Linked DNA regions of Mus musculus: region 2 is linked to region 1. The links are chromatin contacts, called in public promoter capture Hi-C maps. All regions are on one chromosome and are shown on one strand. Each heading gives the region's core, a stretch centred on a gene start, on an enhancer-like site or on the middle of the called end of the contact. The rest is flanking DNA. Distances are from core to core; before and after follow the strand shown. Region 1 holds the start of Tgif1 (TGFB-induced factor homeobox 1). Region 2 holds the start of Zfp36l2 (zinc finger protein 36, C3H type-like 2).

Region 1 (7,709 bases), core at 1,953-4,452:
GAAAGTGATCAGTAGTGCCAGCTACTTAAAACTGAACAAGGGAATGTTGATAAACTCACCACAAGATGGCCGGGACCAGCCCTTGTGAAGACAATGGTTAGCTCTCACCTTGAGCAGCCAGAGCTCCTCAGAGCTGAGATGACAAGCTGATTACAGGTCCCTCGTGCAGTGTTGGAAGCCCAGCAGCCTGCATATTTTATAAATATCTGCACTAGCTGGCCTTCCAGGGAAAGAGATCCAATGACTGGGTGAGGCCCACCAGGCCCGGCACCTGACAGGAATCATACCTAATCGATTGTCCAGATGAAACAAACACCTCCCCTCAGGCCTTTGACAGACCTGGAGCCAATAATAATAACTAACTACACTTATTGCCACCGGGCTCTTCTCTCAGCCTTCCCAAGTTTGTGCCATTCGAGACCACAAAGTAAGTTTACCTTTTAAACAGCTCTGCTTACCTTAAGACATCGCAAAGAAAACCAACAAAACAAAACACCACACACACACACACACACACACACACACACACGAAAACAGGACAACTTAGATAATTTGATTATGAGGCATAAGAGTTCAGTAAAGTAACACGTGGCAACGACAACTAACCCGAAGTCGCTTGAATCAGTTACACGGAGACGCCCTGACACAGCCAGAACTGAACCTTGTTTTTCCGCCGCGCAGACAGCGGATAGAAAATATTGCGGATGTTATGAACTCGCGCTGGGGGGCCGTTTCCCTTTTCTGGAGTTGTAAAGCCCGGGTGCACCAGTCCTGCAGGAACGCAAGGCTGCTACCGAGCTTGGCTCCAGCCTTAAGGGTGGGGGAGGGGGTGGGGGAGGGGCACCGTAGGGCTTCAGCTGATCTCAGAATTCCGCCAGCGCGCTCCGACTTCTTAACTGCCTCGAAAAGATTTATGCGAGCAGAAGGTGTGCACTGGCGGAGTTCAGCTGGCCTTCGCGTCACGGTGAGTTTTTAATTCTGCGTTTTCCTCCCGTCCTAGTTTGAAAGAGGCTTCTACTCTCTCTCTCTGCTCCCGCTCGCCCCGTAAAGTTTGTTTTCAAACCTTGTAAACCCGGTTTCCATCAGTGCGGCCGGAGAATCGCATTCATTAGCCAGGCTGACTTGGGAGAAAAGAAAAGCTACCTTTGTGTACATAATGAGAGCCACCGCGTGGCCGCGGGTAACCGCCGGGAAAGAACGCTCTGGCCTCGAGCCGCCGTGGGTTGGGCTTAGCGGACCCGAGGCGGGTTCCGTGGGGTGGACCCTGAAGCCGCTGTCCAAGTTAGCAAACAAAATGACAAGGCAGTCACCGCCGGGTCCGGACCCGGCTCCTGCCACTCACTCGGTCCAGCTCCTCCTCCCCGAGTCTGTTCTCCCTCCTCTCCCGAGTCCCCGGCGGATGTGAGCCACCAATCCCAGCCACAAACACCAAAAACCCAGAGCGAGGCGGCCCTCAACCGGCGGCTGGGCCCTCCGTGGCCCCCTCCCGCACCACATGAGTCCCGCACCGGGGCGCAGCAGCTGAGTCATCCCCTGCCGGGTCCCGGAAAGCGCTGCGCCAGGGCGGTTTGCAGAGGGGGCTTGCCAGCCGTTGGGTTCTCCCTGGACACTGTCGTGCAACCGCCTCCTGCGCTGATGCCCGCGTGTGCTCACTTAGGGAGCACTCTGCAAACCACAGGATTTAGGGAAGGGGGAGGGTCATTTTAAGGTTCCTGCCTGCTTACTGTGACTCTTCCTCCAGTTGGTTCATTTTGGAAAAACCACCCAAGCTTCTTTTTTGACTCGGGGTTTTAACGCGCTCCTCGGAGGGGGCGCGGCGGAGGCTTGCTTTAATTTCCAACATAATCATAAACAGGTTCCAAAGTCTAGCGGGTCATCCTGTGGCCGCCTTACTGTGGCTCGGCTTTAACCTTGTTTTTACGGGTCTGTCTCCTCCTGCCGGATCTCCACCGAGGTCACAAAACCAGAACAGCCACAAAGCCGAAACTGGAGACAGACACCGGCGGTGACGTCGCTGCTCAGCTTATTTACGTTTGGGGTTTTTCCCCCCCTCTATGGGGAAAGTCTTCTGTGACATGTGACAGTTGCTTTTCTTTGCTTTTTTTTTTTTTTTTTTTTTTTTTTTTTTTAAACAACCGGGCATAGGTGAAAACTAGACCCAGAAGTGCGGGCGTGCGCGTCTCGAAGTCAGCCATAACAGCATCTGGCTTGTATTTGGGGAGGGGACGATTCTCGATTCTTCGTTCAACTCTTTGGAGCTCCCCTCTCAAGCAAAATAAACCAATAGGAATGAGTGTTTATTTAATGGCTAGTTTCTGTTTGAAATACTGAAGGGTGTCCTCTGGTGGGATATTAGCACACAAAGTAGACACTGTTTACTGAAACAGATGAGCAGTCCCGGCGTAGTCCCCCATCTTTTTAAAAAGGCGCGTGGGGGTGGGGGAGTCGCAGTGGGGCACACGCGCGCTCTGGCCGTCCCCCTAGCCCAGACGTTTAAAGAGCATGTGAGCATGACAAGTGTCTATTCGCAACGTGTTAGATTTCGAAACTGCCTTGCAATCCAATCCGGAACTCAGAGCTTTAGCCCGGGGGAATAGACATTTGCCCACGGTGACTATGTCTGCCTCCCCCCACCCCCACTGTCGCTGTTGGCAGAAGAGTCCACGAGGAGGAGGGTGCGCTGTGCCGCGCCCGCGTGTCAATGGCAGCTGCGCCTTCTGGAAGAAGTTGATTCTTGTCTGGAATACTTTTCCTTCGGTGCCCCACCCCTTGAATCAGAAGCTGCTGCCTCCGGCGGCTGGAGCAGAGACAGTGAAGTTTGGGGCAGCTGTCAAAAACAAGGATGGGGGTGTCTTTTCTTCTCTGGGGTGGACAGAGGAGATGTCCTTAAACCTCTCTCCATCCTTTACAAACTAAATGCACTCTTCGCTAGCCCGGGGAGGAAAGGCCCCAAAAGAGAAACCAGTGTGGCCGCTGAGAGCTGAGGGATGGAGATGGTGCTCTCGCCACGGGCAGGCAGGCATGACCCTGCTTCTGGGTTCCGCCAGCGCGTAGAGGGACGGGTGATCTCGGCCCCCAGGCCCAGGGTTGTGGAGCTGGAAGGTGCGGGGGAGGGGCAGAGGAGCGCGGCGGGGCGGGCGGGGGACGGGGCGGGCGGTTGGGGGCGGAGGCAGGACCTCCTGTACCTTCCCTCTGCTCTCTCACTCTGACAGCGCCGAGGTGCGCCGAGTGGAGCGGGAAACAAAGGAGCTGAGTAGGGAGGGAGGGAATTGGGCCAGGGAGAACCCCCGGCTGGCTGCCAGAAGATCCCGACTGGAGGAAGCCCAAGTGTCACTTGAATTCCAACCCAGAAGCCAGCGCCTGAGACCGGAGCACCTTGTTTAGCAATAGTGGTTGGAACACTCTCTTGTAAGTTACCGGAGCACTAGTATAGGAGGAGGATCATCGACTACCCTCCCGCCACTCCACGGCTGCTGGCTCCTAGAAACCCCAGCTTCACCTCTCACTGGGACTCGAGTTCCAGAATGAAAAGCAAGAAGGGTAAGGTGGCGGCGGGCTGTGAGCGCCCGGGGCACCAGTGCGGGACATGTGCGGGCCGCGCCGGATCGGGAGAACACTGACTTGATGGGACTTTTCGGACCAGTGGCTCCCCGGCTGGATTGGTGGCTGTTCTCTTTGTTGAGGCTGTGTCTCTGATGGCAGTTGGTGTTCTTTTCCTTCTAGACACAACCCGAGGGGCTGTTGTGGGGAGGCTGAGCCGCGCCACGCTGTTGGCACGTTGTCAAGAACCACGCTCAGCGCCTTGTTTGTACGCCTCCAAGTTTCATTGTCTTCCTGACACCCCATGCTCGGCCCAGGCGCCGCGTGGTTTCTAGTGCCGTTTCTGGGGCAGGGCTTTGCGGTTGATGTTCTAGGAGACCCTGGCACCTCGCTTTTCCCTGTGGGGGGTCCTTGGCGAATTCCAGTCGCCTTACCTTTTGTCTAAAAGTTTGTAGTTCCGGGTGTTCTCTCACTCCTCGCCGGATCCTGGCAATGTTTTTTTTTTTTTTTTTTTTAAAGAGATGTGTTTTTCACTATCAAAGGAATGTGATCCGGGACCCCCACACATATCGCCCTAGGGCGAGCATAGCTTTGGAAAGATGGACTTTAAAATTTTTACTAGTTTCTGAAAGTTTTCCCACGATGAATTTAGGACCGCGTGTGCTGTTAGAACACAAGTACCATGCAGTCGAAAACTGTCCAAGTGTGACAAGCAGGCTTGGTTGTAAGTGCAAAAAGCGAGGCTGTCATTGTTTCCACCAAAGCTTTACAACTAAAACTTGCCGTCAGTCTGGTTTAAAAACAAAACACACTGGGGAGGAAGGGGGGAAAAAAAAAACCCAAAAGGTCAAAGACTGTGAAGTCCCTTTTGAAGCTAACTTTGGAGTCCCTGACTGGGAGGTCCCTCGAGTGTTCCAGTCGTGGACTGGAGTTGGCTTTTTTTGTTGTGATTTATGTGGAGTGGTTCAAAACAGAAGTTAATCGCTTGGAGAAGCGGGCGGGGGGAAGGGGGCGCTGGTGCGCATGCCCGGGAGCTTCCTCGAGTTTGTTACTCCACATTCTTTCAGACCTAGACCGCGACTGCAGTTCCAACGGAACACGGTTATAGCAGCTGCCGCCAAACACGCTTCCTCACGGGGTTTCTCCGCGCTTCCTACCTTAGAGAGTTGGGTGGATGTTATTCTGTGAGAGACCCCGAAACATACGGAACTCATGAAGACCCCGGGTACTTGGTTAAGTAGGCCTCCTTGCTCCTTTCCACCCTGGGACAGTCAGAGTGTGGGCGCTCTGAGTTGGGGGACAGTTTAACTGAGCTCTGGGGAAAACTTAGGGATCTTCTCAAGACCTCTGTCACCCCTTGACGTGGCTGACAGATCTAGACCCCCGTGGGAGGCATTCCGCTCCAATAGCACCTCAATGAGGGTAGTTTGGTTTTGTGTGGCTCCGGGGTGCGGGAATGCAAAACTGGGTTTCCGTGGGTGGGGAGGAAGGCTGACGACTAGCTTCCCATTCAGGCTCCACCCTCTTGGGTGTCCCCTTCCCCAGATGCGAGGTCCCCAGCCCAAAGAGCGTGGGTTCCCCAAGTCAATCCCCCCGACTCATGGAAACGATGAACGGTGACGTGTTGGAGAGGAAACTTTGCTGAGACCGATTTCGAGTTTCTCATTGGGAGAGCTGAGACTGCTAAGGTTGTCCTGGCTCCTTTTCCCTTTTTTAGGCTTCCTCGGCACTGGGTCTGGGAAGGGGGCAGACCCTTGAGGATATGAACCGCACCGCCCCATTTCTTTACTTCCTTAGGGACCAGGGGCCAGCTCCGTTGCTAACTTGTACAGTTAGCAGGCGGGCTTCAGTTGGGGCTGAAGAACAAAAGCTGCTTGCTCTCTCCTCTTGCCCCTCCCTCGGCTGCAAGCCTCCACAGCCCTGCCTCCCACTGTCTGAAATTACCTGGGAGGGGAGGGTGAGCTTCCCTGCCTGTCCTTGGGCCTGGACTGCTTAAACCTGTCCCGCCTATTGTCTGTTTTAGGAAAGTGAGCATCTTTCAACAAAGACTGGTATATGGTAATAGAGTGCCCTCTGTAGAAAGCCGAGACCGCCCGAAAAGAAAGAGCTCCAAAAATGGCTTCAAAGCAGGCTGGAAGAGGGCTCGCTCAACTAGGAAAATCACCAAGTGTCCTCTCGGGGTCTCCAAGCCTGTTGAATCTGTTTAGGGCTGAACTGGCTGGGTCACTTCCAGCCAGCTGTGGATTTAGTGCCTTGGATGTAAAGTTCCATCCGAGTTACTTGTCCATAGGGAAGAGACTAATTAGGTTTGGTTTTCCCTTGATCTTTTTCCCCCATATTCTTTTTCTAGTCTCCAAGATATCCAAGTGCTTCCCCACCCCCCACCCTCCCAACTTCCATGTTTCATGACTTCAGAAAAAGAAAGTGAAGAAGCAAGATTTGCTTCCTAGAGCCGTGGGTTCCACGGGCCATCTTGTGGCTTTCGGAACAACATTTCCTTGTATGTGGATGGAGTAAGAGGATTCCGAATCTGTCCCACACCCACCTCTCCCTCCCCAACCGCATTTTTTTTTTTCAAAGTGTAAGCAAAGCGAGATGATTGGAAACAAGTCCTAACTGGGAAACTTTTCAAAAGCTCTGTTACAGTAGGAAATGAGTAACGAGGAAAAAAGTCTTTGTTTTTCCAAGTCGAGCCATAATCGGGAGGGAGTTTTAATGAAAATAGCCTTGACAGTAGCAAACGTGATCTCGCAGCACTAAACGGATCAGCTGGTGTGCCCAAGGCACCAAGTCTTAAAACTTCCCCGCTTCCTTCATCCTTTGTGCATGCTTTGGAAATACTTGTAAAGAGGTCTAGGGGTCTGGCTTTCTTTTTTTTTTCTTTCTCAAATGAACAGAGTCGGCAGTTTGGTGTTGCTTAACAGAAACCTGCTTTGTGTCCCTAACCTATTCTGAAAGACCGCGCTTCTTGTCAAACTCCAAGCAGGCGGATCAAAGGGCAGGCTTTAGGGGGTTTTTGTTTCAAGCACTTTGTTATTGCCAATTTACAGTTGGGAATTAACTGTTCAATGAGCAAATTTTCACACTTTTCCCCTCCTAGATTTAAGAAGAGGGGGAAGGAAATAAGTAGTGTTGAAGAATGTCTGGCTTTTCTGAAGTTGGGGGAGTTGAAGCAAATTGCTTTATTCAAATGTACTTAGTTACCCAATTAACCTGGCATGTTTAAAAGTTAGTTTTCCTTGGTTACCAAAGCAAATGTGAAACTCATTTGTAATCAAAGGAGGGTTTTTGGGTTTTTTGGTTTTTTTTTTTTTTTGTAATTAATAGTTTTTCACTCATTTCAATATGGGTGTTTTGTTTTGTTTTTTATTTAAAGTTTCTCAGATTCTGAACAATGAAAGCTCTTTCAGGTTTAAAATTGCCCTTTCTTTAGACTTTCTTTTCTTGAAACAGATTGATTTCATCTTCAGGAAGGAATCCTTCAATTGCATGGCAGTTAAAAATGGAGGTGTTTGTGGTTTATTTGTGGCAGTTTGTTGAGCCTTAAGCTACAGTGAATTTGCAAAATCATCCGCGTCTTTTGTTAGAACCTGCTTTTACTTTGTCTTTGCGGGCTTTGAGTGTTTCCTGTAGGAACTCCTTCTAGCACCTTCTGCCCCCTGCAGTCCAAAGCTAAAAATGTGTCAACAAAGTCAGCCTGCTCCCAGTTGTAAAATAAATTCCTTTAAAAATTCACGGAGTTGATGTATCAATGTGAAGAATATTCTGGTTTTATTTCCTAGATCAGTAAAGGGACTTAATTAGGATTGGAGGGAAAAAAAGCTATACAAAGTTAAAGAAAAGACCTTTGAGATGAACAGAGACAGTCTCACAGATGCCTGGCTTGTAGGTTTGAAAGGAGTTAATAGCATTTCTTAGAAGTGTTCTAAACTTCAAAATGTCTATCAAAGTCCAACTGGCCGGAATTGTCACTGAGCTCTGATTGAAATATTCTGTAGGGTTTGGATTCTTAACATTTCTGGTGGGATTAAAGTACCACCAAAATAGCTTTTTTGGTGGGTTGCACATATTCAATTTTCTTTGTCACGTAAGAATTAAGGACTGATGGGTAGCATTTAGGTTCATATCTAATTGACAGTCTTAAAAAAACCTTCAAGTATATAAAAATG
Region 2 (7,709 bases), core at 1,780-4,279, about 13 Mb before region 1:
TGTCTGAGGAAGTTGAGGGACAACTTTATAGAGCCAGCTCTCTCCTCCCGCCTCTGCATGGGCTTCAGAGATCGACTCAGGCTCAGGCTTGCAGAGCACGCACGTTTATCCACTGAGCCGCATCATGTGGCCCAGCTTACCATGCTACGTGTGCTTCCAGAGTACGTGACACCCGCAGACGCTTGCCTTCAATTCACGGCGTGGATGTGTTGCTGTAGTGTGATCCACATTCCCAGTTATCCACAAAGACCATGCCAGCCATAGAAGGAACTTGTAGGGCCTATAGCTATGTTCAGATACTTCTCAGTGAGTAGTCACTTAGAATCATGAGGAAAAGGGAGAGAGGCATTCTATATGCTAGCTCCTCCTGCAGAGACGCTGACATTTCACATGTAATTGGTCTCAGAAGAAAACCATCCTGCACCACAGAAACACGGCTGTGCTGGAGTAGAGACCTGTACGCAGGGAGAGGGAAGTCAGGAGCTGTGTCCTTCCTGGCCATGAAGAGGAACAGAAATCCCCTGGGTGGTCTTAGAAACACTCAGCACCCTGGGGTCTGTGTGGCCCTGTAGTAATTACCTAGTTAGGCAGTGCAACCCACTGCTGATGAAAAATTGAAAACCTAACATTGTTTAGTTTGTTTTGGGCTTTGCTTTTAGTTTTCTGAGTCAGGCTTGCTATTTACACTAGGCTGGCCTCAAACTTGTGTTAATCCTCCTGCCTTTGCCTCCTGAGTGCCAGGATTCCAGGCATACACCACTATACCCAGCATTACACTACTTTAAGATCTAGTTGGTGAGAGGGGCTGGTGGTGACAACCTTGGGAGATTAATTCTGAACAGGACCCAACCTTCCCTCTCCCCTTCCATCTAAAATGAAATAAAAGCAGTTACATGACAATAAAACCATCTCACATTGGCAGGCATGCTGTCCCAAAGCATGTTTCAGAGCAGGCTTATGTTATCTCCAAGTCCATCCTACCAAGTCTGCCATTAGCTGGGACTTACCCCAGACTTGGATCTTGGCTGGCTGTGGCCAATCTGGGAGGACAGGAGGGATGGATGGCTCCACAGGTGGGCTTGTATCTGCAATCCTGCTAGCAGTAGCTAGGGGAACGACTGCTGCATGCTTTCCTGAGAGAAACCAGGAAAACCTTAGTCACAGCCTCATGCTTACATTTGGGGTCCTTTCAGCCACAGAACCCAGCAGTAATAGGGGCAAGAGCAACGTGGGTGGGAAGAGTGAAGCAGCCATCTTCCCTAAGTCACTACACTTGAGGGTCCTAAGATCTGGGTGGCCCCTTGCTCAGACCACAGCCAAAAGCCAGTTTGCTTTAATATATAAGATGGTGAGGGCTTTGTTCCTTTATAGGGGTATGGTCTCACTCTCACACTAAGCTGTGCAAGGCTAGCCTAAAACTCACCACAGTTTGTGATTAGTGCTAGGACTATAGGCATGAACCACCGTACCCAACCCACTCAGCACTACGTCCAAGACACTACAGTCTTCTGGCAGCCATTGGCTCTACCTACAGGGGCAGCATGCACTGCAGTGTGGCCAAATGCACCTGGACTCAGGAGCCTTTGAGTGACAGATCTACCTCCTTAGCTTCAAGGTTAACTGATACAGCCCAAGTGCACACTGGACTGGGTCAACCAGACAGGAAGAGCAACATGGGAAGGATGTAGTTGGTCAAGCAGCCTTCTCTGGCAACTACTGGGCCTTCCACCCAGGGCAACCCGGACTGCCAGCTGGGTGAATTCATGGGCCCAACTCCAGCTTTTGGCAGCCAGTATGAAGTGTAGGGATAAAGGGTTCTGGACCTGACCAGATGGGCCTCACGGGGTGGGGGTGGGGGTCGCTAGGTGTGTGGAGGTGTGTGTGTGTGAGACCCCTCTCAAAAAGAGCCAGGGGCCTTCTGGGACTGCTTTTTCCATGGAAAGCTGGTAGGAGTTGCACTAAAGGCAACCGAATGAGGACCTCTTTCCCCCAACCTGGGTGGTGGTTCAGCAATCACCGCCTCGCCTCCGGCAGCTCACACAAAGCTTAGATTCAATGCCGCGCCTCCCACAGCAGAAGGAGGAAGGTTGCAGGATTCGACAGGCCAAGGCTGTACAGGCGGGAAGCCTTGGCTAGGAGCTGCACCCACATCCCCGAGAGGAGGCCAGGCCAACCAGCAGGCACAAAGGTGAAGGAAGTGACTTCCTCTATGTCCACACTGCTCCTCCGACTTCCCTCTAGTCCCCTGGAATAGGCTTTCCCGCCCCGGACACCCCGCGCCACTCGGCGCCTTTGGCCCAGGCTCAAGGTCTTGTGATGTGATTAGCAAAGCCAGCGCCTTGTCCTCAGACACTCGGCTCTGCCCCACAGGCCGCAGCGCTCAAGTCCTGTTTACTGAGCCTGGGCGGGGAGAGGGGCGGAGAAACGCGCCAATGCTCCTCCAGGCTGGCCGCTCCCGCCCCCACCCCTACTGCGTCTCCACGTGCAGCCGGGCCGGAGCTGCCACCTACGGGACAGGCCGCGACCCCCGTTCCTAGTCCCAAGCAACTTGGCCAAGCGCACCATTGCTGTTTTGCTGTTCCCGCGCGCGGAGCAAAAACTAGGATGGGAGATAAAAGCTGCGCCAGTCGGCCCAGCCGGATCGGGCGAGGAAAGGCACGTCCCGGGTAGCCCCGTCCTGGGCAGATAGAACGTGTACGTGCTTTCCAACGTTATACTCGTAGAGGCGGAGGAGAGCGAGGTATTCCCGCCGCCGCCACCCAGCAGGACCCAAGGGGGCCGCACGCCCCACGCCGCTCGGGACGCCCAGGCTGCCCGCCCCTCCCCTCCCCTCTCCTCCCCTCCCCCGAAGGGGAAAAATTGGCGGCGACCAATGAGAAGCCGAGAAGGAGCCTGACGTCCGCGGGCTGGCGGGCGGCGTTGCCTGGAGACCCCGGCCGGTCAGCGTTCAGTCCCCTCCCCCGGTGCGCTTTGCCCCGCCGCCGCGCCGCTCCGGGGCTGTATAAAGGGCGCACGCTCTCAGGTCTCCGAGTTCCACCAGTCCGCGAGCTGCCGACGGCTCGGGCGGGGGGCGGGCCGGGGCGCCGAGCTGCGCTCTCGCTTCTCCTCTGCCCCCCACTCCGCGCCACGGCCTCCCGCCGCCGCTTCCTCGGCCGCACAAGCACAACTTTCCGTCCCTCCTTGGCCCTCGCCCGTTATTCATCTTGGTTCGAGTCTCGCCGTACCGAGGGCACCTCCCAACCTCCACGCTTGCAATTTCGACCATTACAGGACCCAGAAAAATGTCGACCACACTTCTGTCACCCTTCTACGATATCGACTTCTTGTGCAAGGTAAGCAGGCAGCCGGAAAGGATGGCGGACGGCCTGGAACCCTTTGGAGTTCCGAGACTTGCCGCCGGGCCGGGCCGAGGCGGGAGGGACCCTTCCAAGTTGACTTTGCGGGTGGAGGGAAGTCCTGGAGTTAGCAGGACTGTGTGCTTGCGACTGTGGGCGTGGAGAGAGCGAGTAGCGGCTGGAGCAGCCGTGCTCCTCCCGAACCGACCGCGGCCACGCTGCCGGGACTTCCCGGACAGCGTTTGCGCCGCCCACCCCGTGGCCACGGGCCCAGGATCACATGGCTAGACCCGGAGCGGCCGGGGTGGGCGTCCTCCACTCTCTCCGGCCTGCGTTTTGCGAGTGTAGCGGTGGAGGCTGAATCGGATCCCACCAGAAACCCCAACAAGTGGGCAGTTGGGACTAGGGCGTTCACTCTGCAGTTAGCCCCGACTCTCTTCCCCATCCGATTTTCATCCCGCTCCCGCTCCCCTCCCTTTGGCAGACGGAGAAATCCCTGGCAAACCTCAATCTGAACAACATGCTGGACAAGAAGGCGGTAGGGACGCCCGTGGCTGCTGCCCCCAGCTCGAGCTTCACTCCGGGCTTCCTGCGACGCCACTCCGCCAGCAACCTCCACGCGCTTGCCCACCCTGTGCCCAGTCCGGGCAGCTGCTCGCCGAAGTTCCCGGGCGCCCCTAACGGCGGCGGCAGCAGCTGTGGCCCCGCAGGCGGAGGCGGTCTGGCCTCCTACGGCCAGCTCAAGGAGCCTTCGGGGGGCAGCGGCACGGCGCTGGTCACCAAGGAGAGCAAATTTCGGGACCGCTCGTTCAGCGAGAACGGGGAGCGCAGCCAGCACCTCCTGCACCTGCAGCAGCAGCAGAAGGGGGGCAGCGGCTCCCAGATCAACTCCACGCGCTACAAGACGGAGCTGTGCCGGCCCTTCGAGGAGAGCGGCACGTGCAAGTACGGCGAGAAGTGCCAGTTCGCGCACGGCTTCCACGAGCTGCGCAGCCTCACCCGGCACCCCAAGTACAAGACAGAGCTGTGCCGCACCTTCCACACCATCGGCTTCTGCCCCTACGGCCCGCGCTGCCACTTCATCCACAACGCGGACGAGCGGCGGCCCGCGCCGTCGGGGGGCGGCGGCGCCTCCGGGGACCTGCGAGCGTTTGGCGCACGCGACGCGCTACACCTAGGCTTCGCCCGCGAGCCGCGGCCCAAGCTGCATCACAGCCTCAGTTTCTCCGGCTTCCCGTCGGGCCACCACCAGCCGCCGGGGGGCCTGGAGTCGCCGCTGCTGCTCGACAGCCCCACATCGCGCACGCCGCCGCCGCCCTCCTCCTCGGCCTCGTCCTGTTCCTCCTCGGCTTCTTCCTGCTCTTCCGCCTCGGCGGCCTCCACGCCCTCGGGCGCCCCGACGTGCTGCGCCACGGCGGCGGCGGCCGCGCTGCTCTACGGCCCCGGGGGCGCGGAGGACCTGCTGAGCCCCGGAGCGCCGTGCGCCTCCTGCTCGTCCTCCGGCGCTAACAACGCCTTCGCTTTCGGCCCGGAGCTGAGCAGCCTCATCACGCCGCTCGCCATCCAGACCCACAACTTCGCCGCCGCGGCCGCCGCCGCCTACTACCGCAACCAGCAGCAGGGCCTGACCGGTCCCGCGCCACCCCCGGCACAGCCCCCCGCGGCCCCCGCGCCGCCCTCCCCGCCCTTCGGCTTCCAGCTGCCGCGCCGTCTGTCCGAGTCGCCCGTGTTCGACGCGCCCCCCAGCCCCCCGGACTCGCTCTCGGACCGCGACAGCTACCTGAGCGGCTCGCTGAGCTCCGGCAGCCTCAGCGGCTCCGAGTCCCCCAGCCTGGACCCTGGCCGTCGCCTACCCATCTTCAGCCGCCTCTCCATCTCCGACGACTGAGGCAAGGGGGCGCCCGCGAGGGGTTGGGAAAGGCACAGCGGGGGCCACCGGTTGGGGAGGGCGACACTGCGGCAGACTTGGAGGCCCCTCCGAGCACTTGGACTCGAACTCTGCCGGAAGGGGCCCCGCCCCTACCCTTTCGGTTCTCTCGTTTTTTTTGTTTTTTATTATTATTTTTATTATTATTATTATTGTAAAGATTCGTTCTTGTTGATAAAAGCCAACGAACTTTTTCGTATGGATGAACAAAATATTCACAACAGGGCGGTTGTGATGCGGAAAGAACAAAAGATACCAAACACTTAGGTCTCAGATGAGTTTGAAACTCTAGTTTTAGAAGAAAAAAATCAGCCCAGCACCAGCAGCTACCAACCACCATTCCATCTCTTCTTTCACTCGAAAGCCTTAGAAACAGTCCAGATGTGAGAACTCTTGGAAGGGGTTCCAAGACCAGTGTGAGCCAGCCGGCTGCCACCTCCCTAAACTATAAGCTTCTAGAACTCAAAATAATGCCAGGAACATGCCTTGATTCGAGTCGCTCGCTCTCAGCCTCCTTTGTGGTGGTTGTTTACCTTGTTTTTGTTTTTTAGACAAAGTTCTGTATGTCTGGGGGTGGGGAAGCCCTTGCATTCCAAAGTTTGATAACGGGCTCATTGCCACCACGTAGTGTGGGTGTTTAGCTTAGAACCATTTCCTCTGCTCTCTGGAAGCTATGGGCAGAGCTCAGTTCATAGTTGTTGGGAAATAAGTGCTTCATTTTTAGTTGTTCTGAGTTGATCCGCACCACTGCACCACAACTCAATATGAAAAACTATTTAACTTATTTATTATCTTGTGAAAAGTATACATTGAGGATGTTGTCCATACTGTATTTATCGAGTATGATGAAAGCAATAGATATATATTCTTTTATTATGTTAAATTATAATTGCCATTATTAATCGGCAAAATGTGGAGTGTGTTCTTTTCACAGTAATATATGCCTTTTGTAACTTCACTTGGTTATTTTATTGTAAATGAGTAAGAAAAATCTTAATTTAAGAGATTGTATGTAATATTTATTTCATTAATTTCTTTCCTTGTTTACGTAAATTTCGAAAGATCGCATGAAGAAACCATGCAATCTTGATGCTGTGGAAGTGGTTTGAGGAACATTTTGAGGTTTTCTTAGAATGTATAATGGTTGTAGCCCATCCAACTTTAAAGAGAGAAAGGTGAGACTGCAGTCAGGCTCACGTGTGGCTTGCTTCTCTACATCCAGCTTTATAAACCACCAGCTCTACTGTGACATTGATTATAGAGACATGTAGCAATAATGGGGGAAATGGTCTCAGTGCCTTCATAGGGCCCGAACTTGCCTTAAATCTTTCTCAACCAGATAAGTATTTCATTCGTGCTTGAGAATTTGAATGTCGGACGGGTTCACCTGCACAAAAAGAAAAGATTTTTTACCACTTTTTTTTTACTATAGCTATGAAGTGAAGAGGCCACATCTTAGCGCTGAAATGTTGGTGGTACATGAATATGCCTTGTTCAATGACAGTCCAAAAACTTGTACTATTATTTTTCAATGTAAAGAGGCAGGAATGTCTCCGGCTTTCCTGGATGGCAGATAAATGAGCAGTTGTTTAGTTTGTATGTAGGTACAGTTGGAGCACCGCGTGTGCACTCTGGACTACTTTGACAGAAGTAGGTTTTTGAATGTAACAAGATTAAGTCAACTTGAGTTGTAATATATTTTGGGGAATCAGTTCACTACAAATTGTGACTGTAAACATTGTACTGTAAATGTTTTGTAGTTTCCCCCAATAAAATTTTTTGGAAAAAAACTCTTTGAGTAATGGTTGGGGGGGGGGGTTGTTTGTTTTTAAACTAGGTCTCCTGGCCGGGGCAAGTCTGGGAAGGGGTGTGTTCAGGAGGTGGGGAGCTGGCAGTTCTGGATAGAGCCTGCATCCACTTGTACCTGTGTTTGTTTTCAACTGAAAGTAATTATTTGGCTGTCAAGGGCATTTGTTAGCTGTTCCCTTTGGTAATAAGATGCATCCCTGTGTTGGCTGACTGGTTGATGGCAGGGCCTGGCGGGAGACCGCGAGGGGTGTGGCCGGCCTGTGAGTCACCCAGTGATCACGTGGATGCTCTGGCTGCTGAAGGTCCGATTTTTCCCCAGTATGCCTGACCTGGGCTTGTAGCCTGGACAGGGAGGTCTGGGCCAGGCGTTGGTAGCTGGGCTCGGGTTTTGCTTGGACTTTGGGAGGCTGGGGGCATGTCCTTCAGAGAGGGAGGGAGGAAGATGAAGCCGGTTAAACTTCTATCTGGGTGATGTTTGTTTACACAGACAACTTCCTCTGGGAATAAGCACATTCAGGCTATTTATGCAAAAGGAAGAGGCCAGAAAGCAACTTCATCCGGGCTTCTACCGAAGGCAGGCAAGCCGCCCTCAGTTTGCCTGCCTCCAAAGCTTAGGAAGTAAAATCGTTTGTGCTTTT

Evidence for each region. Promoter capture Hi-C pulls out the DNA fragments that hold promoters and counts their contacts.
Region 2: a promoter capture Hi-C map of pre-B cells shows a contact between it and region 1, with 7 times the contacts expected there. The contact joins the promoter of Zfp36l2 here to the promoter of Tgif1 in region 1. A contact is called at or near these places in 2 of 39 promoter capture datasets (cranial neural crest and pre-B cells).

The regions. Positions count from the first base shown.
Region 1 is chr17:70,846,703-70,854,411 of GRCm38.p6, reverse strand. Tgif1 (TGFB-induced factor homeobox 1) reads left to right here and starts at 3,202. Exons shown (of 3, transcript NM_009372.3): 1 at 3,202-3,540. The coding sequence starts at 3,525. It overlaps Gm36856 (a long non-coding RNA gene), which reads right to left and starts at 872. Exons shown (of 2, transcript XR_876932.3): 1 at 607-872; 2 at 1-187.
Region 2 is chr17:84,183,267-84,190,975 of GRCm38.p6, reverse strand. Zfp36l2 (zinc finger protein 36, C3H type-like 2) reads left to right here and starts at 3,029. Exons shown (of 2, transcript NM_001001806.2): 1 at 3,029-3,332; 2 at 3,820-7,052. The coding sequence starts at 3,282. The coding sequence ends at 5,223. Thada (thyroid adenoma associated) reads left to right here. Exons shown (of 38, transcript NM_183021.3): 38 at 1-920. It also overlaps a transcript of Gm36279 not described here. RefSeq lists an enhancer at 7,176-7,709.